Linked DNA regions of Mus musculus: all the other regions are linked to region 2. A link is a contact called in public Hi-C and promoter capture Hi-C data. All regions are on one chromosome and are shown on one strand. Each heading gives the region's core, a stretch centred on a gene start, on an enhancer-like site or on the middle of the called end of the contact. The rest is flanking DNA. Distances are from core to core; before and after follow the strand shown. Region 1 holds the start of Foxa1 (forkhead box A1). Region 2 holds the start of Klhl28 (kelch-like 28). Region 3 holds the start of Arid4a (AT rich interactive domain 4A (RBP1-like)). Region 4 holds the start of Mipol1 (mirror-image polydactyly 1). Region 5 holds the start of Pcnx4 (pecanex homolog 4). Region 6 holds the start of Brms1l (breast cancer metastasis-suppressor 1-like). Region 7 holds the start of Sec23a (SEC23 homolog A, COPII coat complex component).

Region 1 (3,219 bases), core at 243-2,742, 7.4 Mb before region 2:
GGTGGCTAAAAAACAAGAGTCCTGACGTATAACTGCTTATTTGGTAATCTAACAGAAAATATTGACGTCCTTAAATTTATGTTCATCAGCAAATGTAACTCCATGTGAAACTATAAGAGATGAATAGATTTCAAAAAGAAGACTCAAAAAAGAGATGGTTCCCAAAGAAACACAGAAACGAATAAATAAATCGCCGCGAAGGTCTTTTCGGACTCTGTACTTTTCTGTACAGATCTTAAAGTACTTTGGGATTTATTTCTAGTCCTCTCTCCAAGATCGCACGAGGCTTTCTCGGTAAGCGCTTTCGATAACGGTAATTACACTTTTGAAGGTAATCGGCAGCTGTTTCTAGAAAATACTTTCAATAGGTAGTGGCCCTGCCTGTACCTGATTCTCCTCGCAATGCTTTTGTGCACAATGTAAAATAAACCCAGTGAACATGCCACCAAGGGGACAATGAAGAGAAACAGGTTCTTGGCCCCGAGTTCTGGAAAAAGATTCTGTTCGCACTAGCGCCACCCAGCGGTCCTAGAGACGAACGAATAGACACTTTTCTACAAATGGCTTTTGAAGAATTAAGTTTTATAAAATTTAGAAATCATTCTTTACGAAAAACTCCAACTTCTGCAACAGATCATTTTTATCCAAAGACGTCGGCTAATTACATGGTGTGACCGAGAGGCCTCCCGGTAAGCGAGCACCGACTCTCTCAGTTATTCTTTACTCAAGCCAGAGCCCGCCTGCCCGCCCGCGGCTCCCGGGGCTGGGCTCCAGCCCCGGCTCTCTAGCGGGCAAAGACAAGTGCTTCCCTTCCGGAGCCCGTGTTTTCAAAGCCCAGAGTTTCCCAAAACTCTCCGCTGGTTGCAAGCGCCAGGACCCAGCGGGCAGCGGGCTGATCGAGAGGTCGGGTGGGGGCCACACTGGAAGCCGCGCCTCGGGCGAGCCGCCCCCACCCCGCCCGCCCCAGTCCGGGCAGGAGCCCACCTCGCCTGAGTCTCCCCGGACACCGACTCTGGGGACGCCCCACCGCCTCCCCGCCTCTCACCTCCTGCGTGTCCGCGTAGTAGCTGTTCCAGTCGTTGCTCTCATGCCCTTCCATCTTCACAGTCCCTAACATCCTGGAGCCAGCCCGGCCGACACAACCATCCAACCCTGTGCGGAGCGACGGGCGGGTGCGCTGCTCGGGGCGGGGGAGGGGCGCGGAGCCGCTGCGGTCACCGGAGCGCTCGAGGGCCCAGCGCCACCCGGGCGAGGAGGAAGCCCGGCGCTGCGGGGCGCGGCGTGCGCGGCGGCGGCGGCGCGGCGCGGCGGGAGGGGGCAGCGCCGGGGACAGGAGGCGGCCGCGGAGCGCGGCGCCCGGCAGCGCCTCCGCGGGAAGTGAGCGGGCGGCCTGTGCGAAGCGAGTGCAGTTGAGCTGATGTGGATCTTACGTCGCCGGAGTGCCCACCTCCTCGTCCTCTCCCCATTTGTCCGCCGCACAAAGACGCTCGCACCTACAAAGCCCGAGGTGCACCTGTGAGGCGGCCGCCCGCCAGTCCAGCCGCCGCGCCTCCCGCCCCGCCGCGCCAGCGCCGCGCGCCCCCCGCGCCCCTCCCGCCATCCCCTCCCCCAAACCTGGCCCTCACTTTGTTTACAAAGCAGTATAATTGGTTTAAGCCTCGCGGCTAGGGAAAGAGGAAAATAGGGCGGGTGTGTGTGTGACCCCCTTTGGAAAAGGAAAAAAAGAGAAAGAAAAGAAAAGGAAAAAAAAGAAGAAAAGGAAAAATAGGCGGTGCCTTGGAGGACAGGCCAGGGCTCTGGACCCAAAGAGCTGTGCTGCGGGAGAAGGACCTGGGTGGTGGCATCAGAGCTACAGCGCAAGGATCGTGCTCGCTGAATGACCCCGAGTTCCCTCCTAGAGGTGCTCACCACCCCCTGGACCTTACTACGACTCCGCTCTTGGTCCACTTGGCTCCTTTGCTCCCCTCATCCTGATTCTTGACCCAAAGTTCAACCCTGGAAGACTACCCCTACTTCCCGGCCTTCGGGGCTTGGAGAGGGGAAAAGCCCCACTTTTGCCTCGTCACTAGAAACCCAGTCATCTGAGTCAGCCGAGCAAAGTGACGTTAGGCCGACCTGGGCTCCTGGCGAGCAGAACGGAGGCGCTGCCACGAAACTCGTACCTGCGGCTAAGAGCAGGTGAGTCACAGCACCGTTTTATATTTTTATGACATAACTTTTTTTTTCCGCCTCAGTCCACTCCACTCCCCTTGTCAACTGCAGCGATCAGAAAGAGGAAGAAACTGCGCGCAGATGTTTGTGTGATAAGGCAGGCGGATCCTAGTCAAGCCTGCCTCTCTGCCGGGCTCCTCCTCCTCCTCCTCCCCCCCTTCTACAGCCTCTGGGACCAAGCTAGAGGCGACCGTCTGGTTTCTGATAGAGAAAGGTCAGGGGGAGGGGACATCTTCCTAAACACCGGCATAAACTGGGAGTGTATGGGCCTGGGTGCTGGAACGCATCTGCCACGCTAAATGAGGTGCCAGCCTGAAGCTGGAGTCAGCCCACAGAGGTGCCTGGTCGTCTCTGAGCTGGAAGAGCAGGGCTAGGCTATCAGACTCTCAAAAGGTCCTGGGTAGATGGGGAAAATTCTCCCCCACTCAAAGTCTCTCGCTTTCTTCCAGTTCTTCATAGTTAGTGGCTTGCCCTCGTATCCAGCGGAAAGAGACTAACCAAAGAGATTAGGCTAGACAGAGTGTGTGATAGGTTTGGAGAAGGTGCTTACCCCCCCCCCCATTGACTGCAAGTGTTCGTGAAAATGTATACTACCTCGTGCATTTCGAAGTAAGTGTGACTGTGCGGCCCTTCCTGTGTGTTGCTCCAGTCTGTAGGTATACTAGATTTCCATTAGAAACAATCAAGTTAACTTTAAAGTCACCAAGAGACTAAAATATTCTTGGTTTGCAAAGCTTTTTTTTTAAGGTAATTAATCTCATGTGAAGGAATGTGTTTTCACTTGTCTTCCAAATAGATTACCCCCCCCCCAACACACACACACTCCGTGCTTTGTTCTTTTAAATCTTTCTTCCCTGAAATCTGGCAAGAGAATCAGGTTAAATCCTTGAACCAAATAAATCTCTTAGATCAGTAGGAGAGCAGAGAAGGTGAAGATGTGTAGTTAAGGAAATAAAAAAAAAGATAAAAGCATTGGATTACAATTCCTTTTTGAACAAAAAGTGTGTG
Region 2 (3,378 bases), core at 412-2,911:
ACAAAGCCCCTCGGTTCAGTGTTCAGGACAGTGAAATAACACAGAACAGCAGCAGCAAACCACAAAACAGAAGATAAAAGAAAGTGAAGAAACCCACCAAAGCTTTAAACCAAAGCACAGGATACATGGTTATACAGCCTCATTTATATTAATACTTTTTCCAAAATAAAAAATTAAGAACATTTTAATTATGTTATAATAAAAACTAATAAATACAATTTCAACTTGCATCACCAGGAGTATTAATTATTGTTATAAAGCACTTTGATACATGTGACTCAATTATTTCAAGATTTCAAAAAATAATATAGCTGGGTATGGTGGCACAGGGCTTTAATCCCAACACTTGGGAGGCAGAGGCAGGCAGATCTCTAAGTTGGAGGCCAGCCTGGTCTACACAGGGAGTTCAGAACAACTAGGACTAGACAGGAAAACCCAGTCTCAAAATAATAAAATAAAATAAAATAAAAATTGAGAGATATCCATTTAATACAAAGAGGGACAGAAATACTTTTGCATTTGAAGAATATAAGCTTGGAACTTCAAATTATAACTCAGTCTTTTCTCACTGAAAAGTAATTGTATTATTTCTTTTAAAAGTCTGCCGAACAACAACAAATCTGTTTTCAAGCTTGGTTTGACAGTGCACACTGGTAATCTCAACAATCAGAAGACTGATAGGAGGGTCAAGACTTCAAGACCAGCTTGGGCTATACAGTAATTCAGCATTAATGTTTCAAATACAGACACACAAAAAAGTTGCTCTTTCATGCCCCAAAGGGGTGTGGCCGTATAGGAGATACTCTTAGTTGAACTGAGTCTATTTATAGTTTCTTTTACAAAAAAAAAAAAAACACTCATCAGCTATCAAATTCTCATTTTGCTTAAAATAATGTCTATCAACCTAAATCCTCTGTGCAGAATTCTCTTAGGACTGTAATGCTAAGAACTTGCACCACAACTGAAATTGTCTAGCGATCTCCGTCTCCAGGAGACTGAAAGACTGCAGAGACTCTGGAGTATCCTAGGGGAGATGGGAAAGGTGGAGGTGGGGCGAAAGGAAAAGTCCCACAGAGGAGTTAAAAGATAAAGGCTTTAAGCACTCCGTTTAATGCAAAGGGGAAAACACTGATTCTACCTATCTATAAGAAAACTTGGTGATGCGGACAATGAAAAGGGACAGAAGCCTTTAACACTCCATAGCCAGCGGGTGAAGAGAGGAAAAGGAGGCAAGGGAGAAGAGGGCGGGGCGAGGAAGGTCCCCAACGACAAGAAAGTCTTTTTTAAAAAAGTACTCTGTGTGCTTGGCCTCGGTTAGGTTCTCCTGTACTACTAAGCAGGCTGCAGGTAGAAAGAATCTTATTTTGGACAGCAGTGAGTAGAACGTTTACAATGGTAACCAGCACTGTGCAGAACATGTCGTCTCTCTCTGCCTGCTCTGGTCCAGTTCTTTGCCTCGCATTCTGGCTCCTGGGGCACTCGGGGAACACACCACCAAAGCCTGCACCACTGTATAATAGCAAAAGGAAAATACCTGAGTCCCAGGAATAACACCTGCAGCAACAGGAGGAGGAGCCACGGAAAACTGGAACCCGGGATGGGATCCTCTCTTGCTCCCGTCAAACCTCAACTCTTATGGGTGGGGTGGAAAACTTCCGCCCCGGACAAGGGAGCGTCATTTCCGTCTAAGGCCTTGACCCCGCCTCTTCATTCTGGCTACGTTCAGACTTCCTCTTCCAGGAATCTTCGGCCTATGCTTTAAGTCCTTACATGGACTACATAACCCAGCATCCACCGCGGCAGATTGGTTTCCGGGTCAAGAGGTCCGCTCTGGGTGCATCACCATGGAAGCGCTCGGTTTGGTCACGTGGTGGCCCTGGTTACGCCGGGTGGCGCCTGTGGGGTCCCAGGCTCAGCGGGGGCCATTTTGCCGGAGGCTGGCTCCGGGAGTGGAAGGCCCGAGCGGCCTGGCAGCTGACCGGAGCCGTTCCTTCTCTTCCTCTGCAGCTCGGGGCTTGGAGAGGAACTGGAAGGCTGGGCTTCATCCAGCCCTCCCAAGACGGCAATGGTTCCCTCCAGCTCTCGCTACCTGACGACCCTCCATGGCGGCCGCGCCTTCCGAGCTGCTCCCGCTGCCGCCTCCTGCGACCCCTGGTTCCTATCGCCTCCTGAGCCGCTGTCGTCCTTACGCCCCAGGGACTGATGGTCGTCGATCCGGGGGCACCATGAGAGGCGAGAAAAACTATTACTGCCGTGGGGCTGCCGGGGATCATGGCTCCTGCCCCGCGACGCCGTCGCCTCTGGCCTCGACCCTCCTGTTACCGGCGGAGGCTGTTTCAACTAGCTGGTCCGGGCCTGGAAGTGGGCTCTCGGGCGGAGATGAGGAGGAGACTCGGCTTCTTCAACTCCTGCGCACCGCACCGGATCCTTCCGAGGCGTTCCAGGCTTTGCAGGCTGCCTTGCCGCGGCGAGGCGGCCGGCTTGGCTTTCCCCGCCGCAAGGAAGCCTTATATCGGGCGCTGGGCCGAGTGCTTGTGGAAGGCGGCAGTGAGGAGAAGAGGCTCTGCTTGCAGCTTCTCTCGGACGTTCTTCGGGGTCAGGGCGAGGCGGGTCAGCTGGAAGAGGCCTTCAGTTTAGCGCTTTTGCCTCAGCTCGTTGTCTCGTTACGAGAAGATAACCCTGCCCTACGGAAAGATGCGCTGCAGATCCTGCATATTTGTCTTAGGCGTAGTTCTGGGCAGGTCCTGCGAACTCTCATCCAAGGCCTGGAAAGTCCAGATGCCCGGCTTAGAGCTTCCACTGCGCTGTTGCTCCCTATCTTGTTCACTCCTGAGGATTTGTTGCAGGGTTTGGATCTCACTGAAGTAATAATATCTCTGGCCCGAAAGCTTGGCGATCAGGAGATGGAAGAAGAATCCGAGACAGCCTTCTCTTCACTTCAACAAATTGGAGAACGACTTGGTCAAGAGAGGTTTCACTCCTACATCTCGCGTTTGCCTTCTGCACTGAGGAGGCACTACAATCGCCGCCTGGAGTCCCAGTATGGAAGTCAGGTTCCTTATTATTTGGAGCTAGAAGCCTCCGGGTTTTCTGAAGATGCTGCCCCGTGTGTAGTGAATCTTTCCAGTAGCAATCTTAAATTTGAGATTATTCCCCAGGAACTCCATGCAAGACTGTTGGATCAGGAAGATTATAAAAACAGGACTCAGGCTGTTGAAGAACTAAAGCAGTTGCTGGGAAAATTTAACCCAAGTTCGACCCCTCATGCTAGTCTCGTTGGTTTCATTAGCTTATTGTATAACTTGCTAGACGATTCCAATTTCAAAGTGGTCCATGGCACACTTCAAGTTCTCCATTTGCTGGTCATTCGCCTGGGAG
Region 3 (3,067 bases), core at 54-2,553, 6.1 Mb after region 2:
ACAAATATTAACTAGTTGATATGGCGTTAGTTCAGACGTACTCAACTGTGCAATTTACTGGGGTTAACATTTCACATTTTAATTTAGGGCATAAGCTGTTGCCCAATTGTTAAGTTTTGTGTCATTTAACAAGACAATGTGCTGACGACAGAATCCATGTCTATCTGGTCCAGAAAACCCTTTCATCTAAGAAACTGTCGTTCCTTCCTGAAGCATTAATACTTTCTTCGAAAAAATAGTATAGTATTCGCCTCATGCAGTGACAAGAGTCGCTTGTCTAAGGTCATAGTGGCAGCAGCGTCTGTCCTGGCAGGCACATTCCTCAGCATTCCGAAAGCCGGGGCTTCCACGTTTCCTCCAAGCTTCACAGTTGGAGGAAATAACTCTTCTTCCCCACGCAAGACGTTTCTAGAAACCACACCTCCTCCGTCTTTTACCAAGGTGGCTGCCACCTTGGGCCCCTGGTGTCTGCAGACCGCAACCCAGCTTCCGAAATGCAATGTCAAAGGGAGACAGAGCTATGCCGGGAGGAAGGGGGGGGGGTGTCAGTAAAATCCCGCCATCCCGAGTGAAGGGGCGCAAAGGGCCGCTTACTCACCTACACGTGCGCCCCCGACCTCGCCCCCTTCCTCCACGCCCCCCCAGCCACGCTCCGCCGCCGGCGGACAGCGGCTCCCATGGCCGCCCTCGCTTCCGGTGCTCCCAGCGCTGCGCCACCCCCGAGGCCACCCGACACCGGGAGCCTCCGACAGACCTCTCGGACGACTCCGTGACTCCTCCACCCTTCGCTAGGCGTTGTCCTGGAGGGAAGGGTAAGCCGGTGCCACACTGAAATAAACCTACCCGAGAGAGTCCGCGTCCTTCCCTCCAGACACAGAAAATGGGATAGAGCTGCGGGCTGCTGCTGCCGGGACAAAATGGCGCCGGGGAACCGGTTAGGCGCAGGCGCCTGGGGAAGAGCCGGCTCCGCCCCCGTGAAAAACCCTGGCTGCAGTTCTGGATTCCGTTTCCATGGGACACGCCACCGCCCAATCCTCGTGCGGAACTGCTCTTCCTGACCCCTTGTTCTCCAATCAGTGTTCAGTCAAGCACATCCGGAGTCGGCTCCTCCAATCAAATTTTTGGGCTCTCTTACTCAATCCTCTATCCTCCAATAACGTGCGTGTTCGGATACAGCCAATCAGAAGTGGAAGCTATCCTACCTGCTGTTTTCCGCACCAATCATGGAAGTTTCCCAGCTACATCCAATGAGAAAGGCAGACAGCGAGCTCCAATCCGAAGCTATTCGGCGTCATGAGCAGCCAATAGGAGTTCGTGTAGAAGCGAGTCTGCTCAACAGCTTGTTATTTGGTGGATTGTGGCAGTAAATCGGGGCGAGTGGGGGAACCCGGCGCAGGAACTGCCGCTGCGGCCGGGAGCGGTGCTGCCCGGACGGGGACCCACGGCGATCAGTGGGGCGGCAGACTGGAGAGCTGACAGCGCTCTGCACCCGCAGTAGGTAGGTAGTCAGCGGGGGCCGCTGAATGGGCAAAGCGGCGGGAGCAGCTGCTGCCGCGATGGGGTCCCGGTGCAGTTGGGAGCTCCGCAGGCTGAGAGGGGGATGCAGGGCGGGCTGTGCCCGGGGCGCCGGGCAGCGATCGGGTCCTGGAGTCGCGGCGGCAACTGCGGGCACGACCGCCTCCGCCGCCTCCCCGGGAAAATGGCTGTGGGGCTGGCCGCGCCGCTAAGTTTGCTTTGGAGGAGCGGGCTGCCGGGAGAACCGGCCCCCAACTCTGCTGTGCTTCTTTGGCGAGGACCCGCTGCTGGACCGCGGAGATCGGGGTGCCCGCGCCTCTCCGGGCTGTACAAAAAGTTGAGGCGGGCGCGGGAGGAGACGGCCGCTGCGGCGGTGCGGCTCGCTCCCCTCCCACACCCTGTCCTGCCGCCTCCCCGCCCCGCGCCTCCCCCGCCGGGTCCCCCCGCGCCGGCCGCCGCCGCAGGCCGCCGCCCCTGCCCCCCGGGTGAAGGAGCGCTTCTCCTTCCTGACATGGTGCAGAGCGGAGGCAGGAGAGCAATGGCGCCGTGACACTCCGTTGCCGCCGCCGCGGGCCGGGCCGGGGCGGGCCAAGGGGGCCGAGCGGCGGAGGCGGGGCGCGCGCTAGAGTCGGGGCCCGGCGGGGCGCGGACCCGGGAGGCCGGGGCGCAGGGGGCTGCGAGTGGCCGACGAGGCGGGGGCGCGGTGGGCCGGCCGGCCGGGCAGGGGCGGGACGCGCTGCCCTTTGGCGCGCGTGGGGCTCACTGCCCGCCAGGCTTTGGCTGCCCGACGGGGGTCTGTCCCGGGGGCCGCGGAGCTCGGCCCCTCCCCGCCTGCATTTGTTTACTTTCTTTCCGGGTCTCACCCCGCCTTGGACTGATCCTCTGCCTCTCTTTTCCCTGCTTTGGCTCTAGCGCCCGGGAAGAGAACTCGAGGAAGCTGGAACCCCACAGGTCACCAGTCAAGATGAAGGTAAGTGGAGCCAACTCTTCTTCTTAGCCTTGTGCCCCGGACGCTGCCAGTCCGGAGGCTGCAGTTGTGGAATGGCAGCTTTTTGTTACTTAGAATTGATTTCTTTACTAAGAAGCACTTTAAGGAAAATGACATGTGAATGGGTGAGGGGTGTGTGTGTGTGTGTGTGCGTGTTCGAATGTGTGTGTGTGTGTGTGTGTATAAATGCAGGCGGTCCAACACTCTCTAGCAGTTAGCACTTTGAGAAGATCGGTGCAGTCTTTCGATTTTCAAACACTTCAGTGTCAAAAACACCTTTCAAGAAGAAAAGCTTTTGTCCTGCTTTGGTTTTTGCAAGGTTTTTTTGTTTTGCTTTGCTTTTGCTTTCTTTAAAACCTATACTTCCCCCTTTCCACTACCAATGCCATTTTCTAAAAGACATGTTATGTAGCTTGAGTAAGAGAGATAGTTCTGTATATTTTTGGGGAAAGAAAGTAAACTAAGGTGATGACAATATTTAGATTGATTAGTTCAGTCTTCATAATATATATCTTAAAACGTGGATTCTATGTGTAGCTTTTGAAGCTTCCTAATCTTACAAAC
Region 4 (3,192 bases), core at 581-3,080, 7.7 Mb before region 2:
GCCACATGAAAGATGCTGGTCTCCTCAGCTTTCTGGAACGTTATAGCACAGGCCTGCACAAATCCCTTCACACCTGAAGAGGTCCAGAGAGGCTCTTGTATGACGCTTGGGAGGTGATGTTGGAGATACTACAACTGTGGGACATCCACTGAGGTGCAGGTGTGGATGGAAGGCTACATGACTTATAGGCAAGAGAGCTAGTGCCCACAGGGTTGTGCAAGCTTATTGGAGTCCAAAGAATTCCAGCTGTTGAATATGGAGCTTCAAGATTTTATGTCTGCTGTGCTGAATTTCAGTGTTTTTCTTACTTGATCTTCCCTTGCTATCTTAATCTCTGGAACACTACTGTATACTGAAAGTACACAATTTTTCATTTTATGGGGGCTCATTTTTTTCTTTTTTGTTTTTTTGAGACAGTTTCTCTGTAGCCCTGGCTGTCCTGGAACTCACTTTGTAGACCAGGCTGGCCTTGAGCCCAGAAATCCGCCTGCCTCTGCCTCCCAAGTGCTGGATTAAAGGTGTGTGCCACCACTGCCCTGCTAGGGCTCATTGTTTAGAAGTTAGTGTGGCCTCTTTTTTGGAAACTTTTGCTATGTATCCCAGGCTGTCCTGGAATTCACGTTCACTCTTCAAAGGTTCAGAATTACAGATGTGTACCACCATAATCATATTTTTTTAGTGGTGGTTTGTTTACATAAAAATATGATTCAACTCCGACTAATGTAAAGTAATAAATAAAATTTAAAAATGCATTTAAAGCCTGAATCTGTCACAAGTCACTAGTACTAGTCATTAGTTACATAAATAATGAAACTTTTTCTTTTTAGTATTATGCTCTATTTATTCCAAATAATTTCCATCTGGTCATCTCATCCTTTTTTTCCATGCTTCATTCCTCCTGTCACCTACTTTGTGGAGTATGTGGCACTTCTGAAAGGTGAACCTTTGCTAGAGGAAATGGGTCACTGCTTTTTGGTTATAGAGCCCAGCTCCATTTTCTATTCTCTTGTTTTTTGACTGGATGGCTAGCCACTTTGCCATCCTGCCTTTATTAGCATGGTGGACACGGATCTCGTATTGCTATAAGCCAAAATAAAGTCTTTCACGAACTTTGTCTATTAATTCAGAAAATAAATATAATTTTCTGCTGTGGGTGTAAAAAATTACTATTATTACTGTTACCCCAGCATCCAGAAGACTACTTGGCATGTAGTATGCCCTCAATAAATAGATAAGTTAGAGTGACTTCAATAGCTCAACACTAAATTACCAGAGCATCAGTGGCTAGGGTGGGGTGCAGGAGTTCTAGATTAGATAGGGCAGCATAGGGACACTACTTCTCTTTCTTTAAAAGGAGAAAAATATTCGAATATTATCAGCTATATCATCTAATAGAATTCCACATTACTCCTATACTTCGCTTTAAAAATATCCCTGGCGTTCAGCCCTTTCTTTTAAGTTCTGCGATTGAACATTCTGAGTACACCCTTTCTAGTCCTGAAGTCAAAATGTCACCAGCCTTAAAGCTTTTCTGAAACCATTGGCCGATGTCTAAGTCTCACTCTGGCTCACTTCGCAGGACCTTTCCTTCTGTCCCCGCAAAGCACTGCGCACAGAAGGAAACCACTGCCCAGTGAAGATACTCCATGGGATGAGCCCGAGAACCACACATTTCCCCAGTTAGCGCGCACTGGTTGTCAGCTCCTCCCACAGAACGCGACCTCGAGGTCGCCTTCCTTTCCAGCAGCCCGGAACCATCCTTGAGCCCTCCAGCTCGCCGGAAGCCCCGCCCCGTCCCGCCCCGCCCCGCGGCAGCCAGCGGACTCGCGCATGCTCGCTGCGCGCAGCCTCGTCCCCGCGTGCTCTCGCGCGCTTCCTCTCGCCCGCTCTGCTCTTTTTGGTTACTCAGGGGCACGCGCAGCGTTTCGCGCGACGATTGGCTGCCTCGGTGGCGGCGCCACAGGACCGGGCAACTACGCGAGCGGAGTGGGCGCTTAAGGATCCCGCGGCTCCTCAGGTAACGGCGTGGACCGGGAGCGGCTGGGGGAGGGGGGAGAACCTCAGGGTGGCCTGCAGCCCGCCCGGGACTTCCGGCCGCGGCCCCTGGAGGTGCAGGAGCGCTGCGTGGCCCGCGTCGCGGCGTCCTCAGGTGACAACACCGCTCCTTCTCCAGGTTTCGGCCTCATGGCGTCATAGTCTTTCAAAAGTTAAGAAGGGACGAACAATGACTCGGAAGTGTGGGCTGTTTTTCCTCTAAGCTTTGACGAGTTAGGGTTTCAGTCCTGGCGGGACCGCGGATCCACTCTGTGCTTTTGCGGGACACTTGAGCGATTCACAGTTCTCACCCTTCAAAGTGCGAGCAAAAACCCCAGTGTAGTTCAGTATGCCCGGCGCCTACATTAGTAAGATGCAGCTGCAAACTCTGCCTTCACTACATTCAAGATTTGGCTTTTCTTTTTTTTCTTTTTCTTTTTGGTTTTTTTTTCGAGACAGGGTTTCTTTGTATAGCCCTGGCTGTCCTGGAGCTCACTTTGTAGACCAGGCTGGCCTCGAACTCAGAAATCCGCCTGCCTCTGCCTCCCGAGTGCTGGGATTAAAGGTGTGCGCCACCATCGCCCGGCCAAGAGCTGGCTTTTCTAACTGGAGGATGACACCACCCAGTGGTATTGGTGAAGTACTTGAAGTTGGACACTACAAGATAGAAGAATAGACTAGGTTTCTAAGAGAATAGGCCTTTGGAAGGGCTCCTTGAGCGTTTTGATGTCCGTTAATTCCCGATGGTGGTAGACAGCTAAAGAAGGACAGTTTTAACCTGTCTCACGAGTTACCTCACTTTGCAAAGTTTCGTATTGCCATCTGGAATGAACCTCACATCAAAGGACAGTTAGTTACATAATCATTACATAGGCTATCATCCCGTACCTCAATGTGCCTCAAACTAGAGTGACTTGAGAGGAGGGTAGTTAAAGGAGGAATTGCCTCCATCAGATTGGGAACATTTTCTTGATTAATGATTGATATGAGAGGGCCCAGATCACTGGGTTTTTTCAGCCCCAGGCAGGTTGGACCGCAGTTGTTAAGGAAGCAAACCAAGCATGCTATGGAGAGCAAGCCAGTAAGCAAGGTTACTCCCTGGTCTCTGCTTCAGTTCCTGTTTCCAGGTTCCAGCCTTGAGCTCTTTGCCTTGTTGCC
Region 5 (3,411 bases), core at 506-3,005, 7.6 Mb after region 2:
AGACTTATTTATTTTAATTATATGAGCACAATGTAGCTGTCTTCAGACACACCAGAAGAGAGCATCAGATCCCATTACAGTTGTTGTGAGCCACCATGTGGTTGCTGCAGGACCTTTGGAAGAGTAGTCATTGCTCATAACCACTGGGCCATCTCTCCAAACCAACACACAATATTTTAAGGTTAGAAACTTTTATATGTGTTGAGAAGCTCAAAAAGTTGTAATTCTATTTTGAAAGTTGAAGGTAAGATAGATAGTCCAGTAAAGCCGGGCATGGTGGCACATGCCTTTAATCCCAGCACTCAGAAGGCAGAGGCAAGCTGATTTCTGAGTTCAAGGCCAGCCTGGTCTACAAAGTGAATTCCAGGACAGCCAAGGCTATACAGAGAAACCCTGTCTCAGAAGAAAAAAAAAAAAAGTAATCCAGCAAGTGAAGAGAGTCAGCATAGTTATAATATTCTGTGAAGGTTACCTATAAAAAGGCAGTATTCCTTTCATGTAGAATCATTTCAAATAAGAATGGAAAAATACCTGCGAGCCATGCTTAAGGCCTAAGTATTTATGACCTCACACCTTTCTTAAGTATTTGTAAACCTGAAAGTATTTGGGACTCTCCAAACAAGACTATAAACATATTTTTCAAAACACTGTTTTTACTTTATCAGTTGTAATCCGATCCAAATTCAGGAACCTTCTGATATCACTCAACTTCCTTAGCAGAGCTTCCTACATAACCTCAGACATCACCAACACTGTATACGTAACATGCAAAGTGGAAGTCCCCACACTTTGATGTGTCTTACGCTGTCATTGAGCACATCTATCAGTCCCTCTATTTTATATTAAAATCACTTGTAGCCCGGCGTGGTGGCACACGCCTTTAATCCCAGCACGCGGGAGGCAGAGGCAGGCGGATTTCTGAGTTCGAGGTCAACCTGGTCTACAGAGTGAGTTCCAGGATAGCCAGGGCTACACAGAGAAACCCTGTCTCGAAAAACCAAAAAAAAAAAAAAAAAAAAAAAAATCACTTGTAGACTCCAACTCTGCTTCATACAGGCTCGCCCTGGAATTTTTTTCCTGTGGCAAATTCAAGAATCCCAACTTCACTTGAATGGAGATCTCTTGAAAAAAAAAAAATCCAGTTGCTAGGGTGACTATCTACAACCTGTGTCCCTGGGCCCTGGCTCGCTGCCACAGACAGGTTCATTATTTTACATGGATATAGTTTATAATGTGCCCAAAGTACTATAATACTAAGAGCAAAAATATAAATATAACAGGCACATGTTACCATTTAAAAACATTCCCATCCCTGAGGCTGTTTGAATGGCCTTAGTTCTGTAGTCATTAATGGAGGTATCCGAACCCTGGGGGATTGGACTTTTATTGCACTTCTGAGTCACGGGTCTGCCAATCTTGGAAAGCCTAGGCTCCCCAAGAGACAGTCAAGTCATCCAGCTCTCCAGCCTCGAGGTTGCCAAACGATGGACTCGTCACCAAGGCAACCACGTTCCTTCGTCTGGGCGTGGCCCGGGTGAGAGTTCAGAGGTGGTGCTTAGGCCGCTCAAGAACCAGAGCACCAGTGCGGAAGAAGTCTGGGCGTCTCCCACAACACTAGCCCGCCCGGCCCTGCGCGGAGGAAACCCCGCCTACCCTGCGCTGCTGTGCCGCACACATGAATCCGCCTCCGGCAGAACCAGGCGGCAGGGGGCGGGACGAGACGCACAGCCCCGCCTCCGAGCGCGCGTGCGCACTGACCCCTGGGAGGCACGAGCGCAGTTGATCTTAGCCATGGGAACGGGAGCGGTCCTGGAGGCCTCCGGTCAGCTGCTGGCGGGGCCCGCATCCATCCTCGGGCAGGAGTTCCCAACCGACTTCAGCTGGGGAGATGTGGTCCCAGGACGCCCTCGCGTCGCCTCTCCCCTGCGGTGACTCCAGGTATGTCCGTCCCCAACACACCTGAGACTTCGTTGCTGCCTTAGTTTCCACCCCTGGGTACTACTGGGTTCCTTCACCTTTTAATACCTCAAGAAACATCTTTCGCTCTCCATGAAACAGCTTTTAAATGCAATTATTGCTCTTTTTAATGTACTGAGCAAATTGAGTTGATCGAGGTAGTGATCCAGTTTGGCTTTAATGTGACTGAGAATACTTTTGCAGCCCGTGGAGTTACGTTTTATTTCTGAGAGGCCTCTGTGAAATGGAGAATGGCCCTTTGGCCCTGCTGAGGGATGGCCATGTTACTCTAATCAAGTTCATGGCCTATGCCCCTTAGGTAAGATCACTCTTTCTTGGTTTATCTCTGTCTCAAGCCCTCCTGACCAAAATTTGTTCATTCTTGGCCTCCTGGATATGTATAGCGCGTTTCTCAGGTTTCTCTGTCTCTATATAATCCTTTGCGTGTCAAAGACCAGAATTTTTAAAAATGAATCCCATTCGTTATTTATTAGACCTCTGAATTGTATGCTCTCTTATTCTCATGTTCCCCTTATTCATTTTTTCCACTATGGTTCTATTTTTTTTTCATTAAATCCCTGAGTTTAGAGAGAGAGCATTCATATTATTTTATATCTGCTTCCATTCACACCCAATCACCCATAATTTCTCACAGCATCCAGTACAGATATTGCCATTTTAGTGATTTAACTGCCTGGATCCCAGGCTAGCTACAGGTTATGCCTTTCCTACCTTTAGGAAATGCCTATTGGTTATTAACTGCTGTGGAAAATCCCGGGCAGGGGACCTTTGCATCCTCCTCTGTGAGAGCTTTCCTGAGGTACATACAATTCATTTTCTGGAAGTATACAGCTTACTGGTTTTGAGCATCTCAACAGGTTTGCACAATCATCTCTACAAGTTGGTTTCGGAGCAATTTGATTACCTCCAAAAGAAATCTTTTCTATTTAGCTGCTTTTTCTCTCTCCTCCCCAATATTCCTGCTATTAGTTGTAGGCAATCACTAATCTTTAGTCTCAACAAAATTATTTCAGATACTCGATATAAACACAACCTTAAAACATGTGATCTGTGTGCGTGCATCTAGCGAATTTTATGTTGCAGCTTGTATTATTCATTATTGTTTATTAGTATATTAGGCAGATATGCCCTGTATTATTTAGCCATTAGCCATTGGCAAAAAGAGTTTGCCAGTACTAATAATGCCGTGGACATTTTGTATAAATTTTTATGTAGGCATGTTTTCATGGATATAATACCTGGTAATGGAATAGGTATGTCAGAGGCTAATTCCCTTGTTTGGCTCTTTGAGAAACTGACAGATTTTTTTTTTTCCCAAAGCATAGCACCACTCACTGTACATCCCCACTAGATGTATTTGAAGGTTTTACATTAACCTCATCAACACTTGTTCTAGGCTTTCATTTTTATTTTAGCCAATCAGAGAAATTCACA
Region 6 (3,235 bases), core at 263-2,762, 9.1 Mb before region 2:
TGACCCACATTGGCTGAATATAGACTGCTAGGAAAAGAAGAAAAAAAGGACGGAGCATAGCCATCGTCTGGTGGAACATGAGCCATCGTCTGGTGGAACATGAGAGCGTCTGAAGTGTGGAAGATGGTGGTGATGGTGATGTTTGTATATGCTTGGCCCAGGAAGTGGCACTATTAGGAGGTGTGGCCTTGCTGCAGTAGGTGTTAGAGCAAGTGTGTCGTTGTGGGCATGGGCTTTAAGACCCTCATCCTAGCTCCCTGGGAGCCAGTCTGAATAAGATGATGTAGGACCCTCAGCTCCTCCGGATGCTGGCATGCTCCCGCCTTGATGGTAATGGACAGAACCTCTGAACCTGTAAGAAAATGAGCAAGCTGAGAAAGGAAAAATATTTAAAGGGACACCGGGAAGTAGAACAGAGCAAAATCTTTTGTTTTAGGAGATAACAGATCCCACTCAGCTAAATTTAAGTCTATGTGTGATGGAACATACCTTTAATCCCAGGAGACAGAGCCGTGCAGATCACTAAACTCAAGGTCAGCCTACTGAGCAAGTTCCAGGACAGCTAAGTTTCATTCTACTTCCTGGTGTCCCTTTAATACTTTAACCATATATTTTGTTGATAAAATGGACATAATACCGACTCCTACCTTAGGGCTATTAAACTAAAAATTGAACTCAGCAAATCCATGCAGTGAATTTACCAAGATAACCTGATAAAGAGTGAAAGTGATCGGTTATAAGTTACGATTATTATGGTAGTTATGGCATCGTCCTTGTCTGTGTAATCCTGTTTTTGAAAAAAAAAAAATGACATCTTTTTAAGTCAAATATTTATTTTTCACTGGAACCTGAAATTAAATCAATTTAATTTGGGTAGCTTCTTCCATTAAAAAAAAAAAAAAAAAGTAAGAACGCAAGATTGAAATACTAAGATAAAATTTCCTTCCCCTCTGTAGTTTTGGTTGTAAAAATTCCAAGAACAATGAAATTTTCTTTGTGAAAATTATTTCTTACACATACAATTCAATTTAATAGTTTACTAGCTGTACTAAAGGTACTACTAGTGTAGAAGAGACGATTCTGTAACCCTCCAGGCTCACAGAGTATGCAAAGACCCTTTCAGGCAAAGGATCTTTTCACATTCTTCTCACAGTTTGAGTAGCTAGGCAGATCAGATAACCACTTGGCGGGAAAAGGATAAGTACAGACCAAATCCGCACAATCTGTTTCTGTTTAGTTTATAAACTGCGTCCCAGTATGTCAGCTTTCCTGCCTTGTGGGACTTGAAGTCCGAAGTGAGAAGCGATTAAGGCAGCTGAATCTTAGAAACCCATAGCCCCTGAAGCTCTGAGGCCTAAGGACTACAATTCCCGACAGACAGCGGAAGGCCGCGCCGTAATCACCGGTAACCAATCGTTCGCTTGCAAGACAAGCCACGCCTCTAGCTCCGGGACAGCCTTGACCAATGGCAGAGCTCGCAGCGCAAGCCTGCGGGTTAGGTTGTGAGGCTGAGGCCGGGGGTGGGGAGGAGTCGAGGGTTTCGGATCCAGCTCGGTGGCCGGGTGGGTCGGGGCGTTCGGCGCGCCCTTCACCGAAGCGGCAGTGGCCGGGCTGGGAGCAGGAAGTGGGAAGCGACGGCGAGGTTGGAAAATGCCGGTCCATTCTCGAGGGGATAAGAAGGAGACGAATCATCACGATGAGATGGAGGTGGACTACGCGGAGAACGAGGGGAGCAGTTCCGAAGACGAGGACACCGAGAGCTCGTCGGTCTCGGAGGATGGGGACAGTTCAGGTGCGCTACCCAGCTGGGCGGGGATGCCGGGTCCCTTGCGCCGCGCGCGCGACAGGCCGCGGTGCTCACGCCGGGCGGTGCGTCCTGCTGCGAGCGCGGGGCGGGGAGATGGGGAAGGGGCGGGGACTGGCTCGGCGTCTGGCACCCGGAGCTGCGGGTCGCCGCGGGCTCCAGTTCTGGCTCTGGCTCCCGGTGGGCTGGGCGCCCGCAGGCTTTGAGGACCCGAGGCGATTCTGTGCACTGTGGGACCCGCCCTAGGGTCACCTGGCAGTACCCTGGGGCTACCGGCTCCGGAGTGGAATGTCCGGCTGGCTGGTCTGGAAGACTGCAAATGTCCCTTAGCTGACACCACCGACCTCTTTACTAGTAGTCTCAGCAACCTTTGTCAGCGTTTTTGTGGGGGCTGAGGATAAATTTGCCTTGGTCCTTGGCGGGCTTGCCACTCATCAACCTTAGCTTTCAGGTCAGCCTCTCACCAGTACTGTCATCAGAGGACTGACTTGGGAACTCTCAGGTTCATAATAGGTCCCAAAAGTTTTCAAGACGAAGAAGGGACCAGCCTGAGGGATCATTTGGAATCTTTGTCAGTTTTTAATCTGGAAGATGTGGGCAGTGTTGACATTCCCAGAATCTTCAAGCTTTGGTTATTTTGTAACTTTGGGCTGTTTCTAACCCCTTATAAGTCTTTTAATACTTTAATAAAATGAATGGAACTGATTTCCCGGATCTTCCTCTAACCATATGACAGACTGAGAATGGCTTTGTCTAACCCTGGTTTTGGCTGTGTAATGGGAAGCATTGATAACAGGTTAATGACTGTGGTATCACCTCACACCTTTTTTTTTTTCAGGTTTGTCTGTCAAAAAAGTATACTTGGAAGCATGTAATGCCGATAAGTCAGCCATCCAAAAGTAAATATTTATGAAGTTTTTACTCATAAATATTTATACTCATATACTCATTTATATACTCATACTCATTATACTCATAAATAAACATGAGGATAAATTTATAGTTATCTCCGTTGAAGAACAGTGTTTTGCTTACTCAGCAGGACAGTTGAACTCATGAATTCATGGTAGTTGTGACAGTGTGCACAAGACCTGGGCAGACTCAATCCAGACTAAAATCCCAGTATGGAGGGGTAGAGGTGGGCATGAAGTTCCACCACTAAGCAGAGGAGCTATGGACATTTGTTAGCAAGACCCTGGTAGGCACCCACGCATCAGGGCAGGGACTTAGGGGTGGATCTGGAGGAGTTGGGGAGCGGAAGTGAGTATGTTCAAATACATTGTATAACATTTTCAAAGAACTAATAAAAATATCTAAAACAAAACAAACCTGTTGTAAGTTACCACTTGATTAAGTTGCCAAATAAACAATTGAATGTAACAGAGTTAGGAACGGAGGAAAGACTCCAGATATATGTGTTCAGCACATTTA
Region 7 (3,166 bases), core at 348-2,847, 6.0 Mb before region 2:
CACAGCAAACACTTTCCTACATCCTGAAAGGCTTCCCATAGTATCGGTTTTCTCTATTCCATTTTTACCCCCTTATGCATTCCTAATGGGAAAACATACAAATTTTAAGTAAATTAGTTATCTGTTACCACCTTACCTCCCTACATTTCAGTTGCAAGTTTTCTTTTATATATATTTATTTCATTTTTGTCTATTGGTGTTTTGCCTGTATCTGCCTGTATACTATGTGTGTGCAGTACCTGTGGAAGCCAGAAGTGGGTGGTGGATCCTCTACCAATGGAGTTGCTTGTTAACCACTAGTGAGCTGGGGGTTGAGATGAAAGGTATGTGGGTGTGTTACAAATCGTTGTAAATAGGTAATGAGGCACTGTGTGTGTAAGTGTATTACAAGAGGTTGTAAGCCAGTAGTGAGTTCTCTGTGTGAGTGTGTGTTTCTGTGCCCGTGTATGTGTGTGTATTCATGTGGATGAGCAACCAGTGCTCTTAACTTCTGAGCCATCTTCCCAGGCCCAGTTGTAAAATTTCCAATGAAATAGACTGAGTAACAAATTTTTGCTCTTGGGCAATAAACTTCTCTGGCCTTCAAATTTCACATCAGTTATGTGAGAATTTTGGGGGCAATAATAAAATTGGTCATTGAAACAATTAAAAAACAAAGGCCCTCTGATGATGCTGGAAAGAAGGAAGATGTTAGTATACATTTAAATTTAAATTTCTTTCAGTAAATGTGCCTAGCTATCCGTGGTTTAGGGTGGGGTTGTGTTAAGACAGGACAGAAGTTTAGCTGACGAGATGAATTAGACATCTCCAACTCTACTCTACCTATGGATTTATTTACCTCTTCCTGTTCCTCTCCCACAAACAGTAAAGCTCTACAGACAGAATAAATGCCCCAGTGCATGGTATTGCTCAGTTCTGAAACCTGATCATTAATAATCAAGGCCCCAGGCACTAGCTATACCTGGTGGTTTTTTCTTTAACCTTTATAAGGCCCAAGGCCGAATTACAGGTGATGTAGTCACCTGGGTTCAAAGTCTAGGGCACTCCTGGGCAGTCAAGAAACGAACCTAGAGGCCCCAGGGCACAGGAGCCTTGGGCAGGGTTGGCAAAGCGTGTCACCCAGGAGGTGGGGGTGGGTGCAGAGCCAGATGCTCAGACCCTCGGTCTCCATCCTGCTACGGTCCTTCCACCTAAACTAAGAGGACTAAAGACGAGGGCGCTCCGTCGCCATGACAAGCACAGGGTTCAGCGATCTCGGTTCGGCGCTGGGCCACAGCCTCCGGCACGCCCCGCTGCTTATGCGAGAGCACAGCCGGGACAGAGCCAACAATCCTGACACTCCGGCCCGCCGCCCGCCTCCCAGCTCCGACTAAGACCCCGGTGGAGCAGAGGTGGCTGCCACGCTAGTCCTTACCACAGTACCTACCTAGAAGCTCCGTGACGGCCACAGCCTCCGCCTTGCACAGTCGTCAGTCCGCTCCAAAGCCCTGTAGCAGCCGTGGCACCGCAATCAGGGGCGGCCCCGCCCCGCCCCCGGCCTCTTGGAGGGCCTGGGCCAGGACAACATGGCTGGTGCCGCCTCTGCCACGTCAAAGGGGAGGAGGCGGGGAGGGGCGACCAGCGAAGGGGCGGGAACAGTCCCGGAAGAGGCGGGGCGCGCAGGAGGTAATGGGCGCGTTGAGTGGCGGAAAAGATGAACCGGGAGTAATAAAGAGGGTGGGGCGAGCGTGAAAGACGGCCAAGCAAAGCGGAGGGCGGGGACAATTCAGGAAGGGGCGGGGCTAGCAGGAAGCGATGCGATAGCCAGGGCGGTGGAGGAAGGGAGGTAACCGGAGTAATAAAGGGTGGGATGTGGCCGCTCGAGGCCGTGTGTAGGATTAAGGTTAAAATACCTGACTAGGGCATTGCTAGCCCCAGAAAAAAAGAAAAAAAATGTTAACCACCAGATGTAGCTTTCACGTCTACTGTTTGCTTGAACGATTGTTTTTGTTTTCTAGTATATAGAAAAGGCTCTTGCAAGTTTTTTTCCTGACATTGTATCCGTGTCCAAAGAGGAGAAAGAACGAAGCACGAGTTAACAATTATTTGAAGTATTCGCTAGAAAATAGATGCTCGGATTCTCCTCTAATTTTGGGTTTTCGTCTGTGTGTTGTCAAGAGCCAATGAGAAGGCTTGGCTCAGGGACCTCACTTGCCTAGAACTCATAAGGCAGAAAAAGAAACTTTACTCCCAGAAGTTGTATTCTGACCTCCTCACCGACCCACAAGCAATCGCAAAATAGTAATTTTAAAGTTTTTAAGTATCTCACTCGGCTAGTGGTGATGGTTCATGCCTGTAATCTCAATAGTCAAGGTTAAAAAAAAAAAAAAAAAAAAAAAAAAAAAGGCAGCCCAGCTTACGTTACACTGCAAACTGTAGACCCTTCTAAGCCACAGAAGAGACAGTCTCAAAAACCTAAAAATTATCCTCGTGTGATACTTGGTACTCCAGAAGCTGAGGCCAGGGGATCGGATCACTACAAGTTTGAGACTCCTTGAGCTACCTAATGAGTTCCAGAACAGCCTCAACTAAACTTTAAGATGCTATCCGAAAAAGTGAAAAACAAAACAAAAAGTTCTGCATTCATCCACTCTGTTCCCCGCGAAGTCAGAAAGACACCACCCTAAGGGGTTGTAAGATTTAGACGAATGTAACGTGTTTACAAATGGTTAAAGGCTTTAGTACTCTAAAAATGACGATTATAGCGATATTGTTCATTAATTTTAAAAATATTAAAGATTTCAAAGTTCATCCTCAGTCCCTGCCGCCTACCCAAGCTTTAGACGAGAAAATGGGATTAGACAGAGCGACCTAGAAACTCTTCAGGAACCACTTCTGCCAGGAATTATTCTCGAGCGCTACATTCCACCACCGGTGCCATAAGCTTGATGCAACCAGCAGGTTTCTTGTGTGGCTCCGCCCCCTTGCGCCTGTAGCCGGTGGCCTCGGCGGAGGTCGCTTAGGCGCCTGCGCCGTGCCTACTCTGGGCGCCGATTGAGACTGGCGGGAGCGAGAACCATGGCGTGGGTTCCAGCCGAGTCTGCGGTGGAAGAGTTGATGCCACGGTTGTTACCTGTGGAGCCCTGTGACTTGACGGAAGGTTTCGATCCCTCGGTCCCCCCCAGGA

Evidence for each region. Promoter capture Hi-C pulls out the DNA fragments that hold promoters and counts their contacts. Hi-C and Micro-C count contacts between places; a contact is called where the count stands out from the background.
Region 1: a contact with region 2 is called in a promoter capture Hi-C map of pre-B cells. The contact joins the promoter of Foxa1 here to the promoter of Klhl28 in region 2. A contact is called at or near these places in 3 of 39 promoter capture datasets (cranial neural crest, maxillary cranial neural crest and pre-B cells).
Region 3: a contact with region 2 is called in a promoter capture Hi-C map of pre-B cells. The contact joins the promoter of Arid4a here to the promoter of Klhl28 in region 2.
Region 4: a contact with region 2 is called in a promoter capture Hi-C map of pre-B cells. The contact joins the promoter of Mipol1 here to the promoter of Klhl28 in region 2. A contact is called at or near these places in 2 of 39 promoter capture datasets (cranial neural crest and pre-B cells), 3 of 484 Hi-C or Micro-C datasets (B cells, CD4 T cells and pre-B cells) and 1 of 9 other capture datasets (pancreatic islet).
Region 5: a promoter capture Hi-C map of pre-B cells shows a contact between it and region 2. The contact joins the promoter of Pcnx4 here to the promoter of Klhl28 in region 2. A contact is called at or near these places in 1 of 39 promoter capture datasets (pre-B cells) and 1 of 484 Hi-C or Micro-C datasets (CD4 T cells).
Region 6: a promoter capture Hi-C map of pre-B cells shows a contact between it and region 2. The contact joins the promoter of Brms1l here to the promoter of Klhl28 in region 2. A contact is called at or near these places in 2 of 39 promoter capture datasets (cranial neural crest and pre-B cells) and 1 of 484 Hi-C or Micro-C datasets (rod photoreceptor).
Region 7: a Hi-C map of B cells shows a contact between it and region 2, with 3 times the contacts expected there. The contact joins the promoter of Sec23a here to the promoter of Klhl28 in region 2. A contact is called at or near these places in 13 of 39 promoter capture datasets (the 3T3-L1 cell line, the C10 cell line, the HPC-7 cell line and 8 more), 33 of 484 Hi-C or Micro-C datasets (B cells, CD4 T cells, CD8 T cells and 27 more), 1 of 115 datasets of contacts at active chromatin or transcription factors (astrocytes) and 1 of 9 other capture datasets (adipose tissue).

Annotation. Positions count from the first base shown.
Region 1 is chr12:57,544,619-57,547,837 of GRCm38.p6, forward strand. Foxa1 (forkhead box A1) reads right to left here and starts at 1,493. Exons shown (of 2, transcript NM_008259.4): 1 at 1,046-1,493. The coding sequence starts at 1,117. It also overlaps a transcript of Ttc6 not described here.
Region 2 is chr12:64,963,875-64,967,252 of GRCm38.p6, forward strand. It overlaps Klhl28 (kelch-like 28), which reads right to left and starts at 1,662. Exons shown (of 5, transcript NM_025707.3): 1 at 1,535-1,662. It overlaps Togaram1 (TOG array regulator of axonemal microtubules 1), which reads left to right and starts at 1,868. Exons shown (of 20, transcript NM_177805.3): 1 at 1,868-3,378. The coding sequence starts at 2,103.
Region 3 is chr12:71,014,664-71,017,730 of GRCm38.p6, forward strand. It overlaps Arid4a (AT rich interactive domain 4A (RBP1-like)), which reads left to right and starts at 1,304. Exons shown (of 24, transcript NM_001081195.1): 1 at 1,304-1,498; 2 at 2,428-2,485. The coding sequence starts at 2,480. 3110056K07Rik (RIKEN cDNA 3110056K07 gene) reads right to left here and starts at 1,160. Exons shown (of 4, transcript NR_045055.1): 1 at 844-1,160.
Region 4 is chr12:57,228,595-57,231,786 of GRCm38.p6, forward strand. It overlaps Mipol1 (mirror-image polydactyly 1), which reads left to right and starts at 1,831. Exons shown (of 10, transcript NM_001164370.1): 1 at 1,831-2,017. Prps1l3 (phosphoribosyl pyrophosphate synthetase 1-like 3) reads left to right here and starts at 1,818. Exons shown (of 2, transcript NM_001037746.3): 1 at 1,818-2,017.
Region 5 is chr12:72,534,602-72,538,012 of GRCm38.p6, forward strand. Pcnx4 (pecanex homolog 4) reads left to right here and starts at 1,756. Exons shown (of 11, transcript NM_026327.3): 1 at 1,756-1,938.
Region 6 is chr12:55,834,854-55,838,088 of GRCm38.p6, forward strand. Brms1l (breast cancer metastasis-suppressor 1-like) reads left to right here and starts at 1,513. Exons shown (of 10, transcript NM_001037756.3): 1 at 1,513-1,792. The coding sequence starts at 1,651.
Region 7 is chr12:59,010,420-59,013,585 of GRCm38.p6, forward strand. It overlaps Sec23a (SEC23 homolog A, COPII coat complex component), which reads right to left and starts at 1,598. Exons shown (of 20, transcript NM_009147.2): 1 at 1,427-1,598. It overlaps Gemin2 (gem nuclear organelle associated protein 2), which reads left to right and starts at 2,972. Exons shown (of 10, transcript NM_025656.5): 1 at 2,972-3,166. The coding sequence starts at 3,058.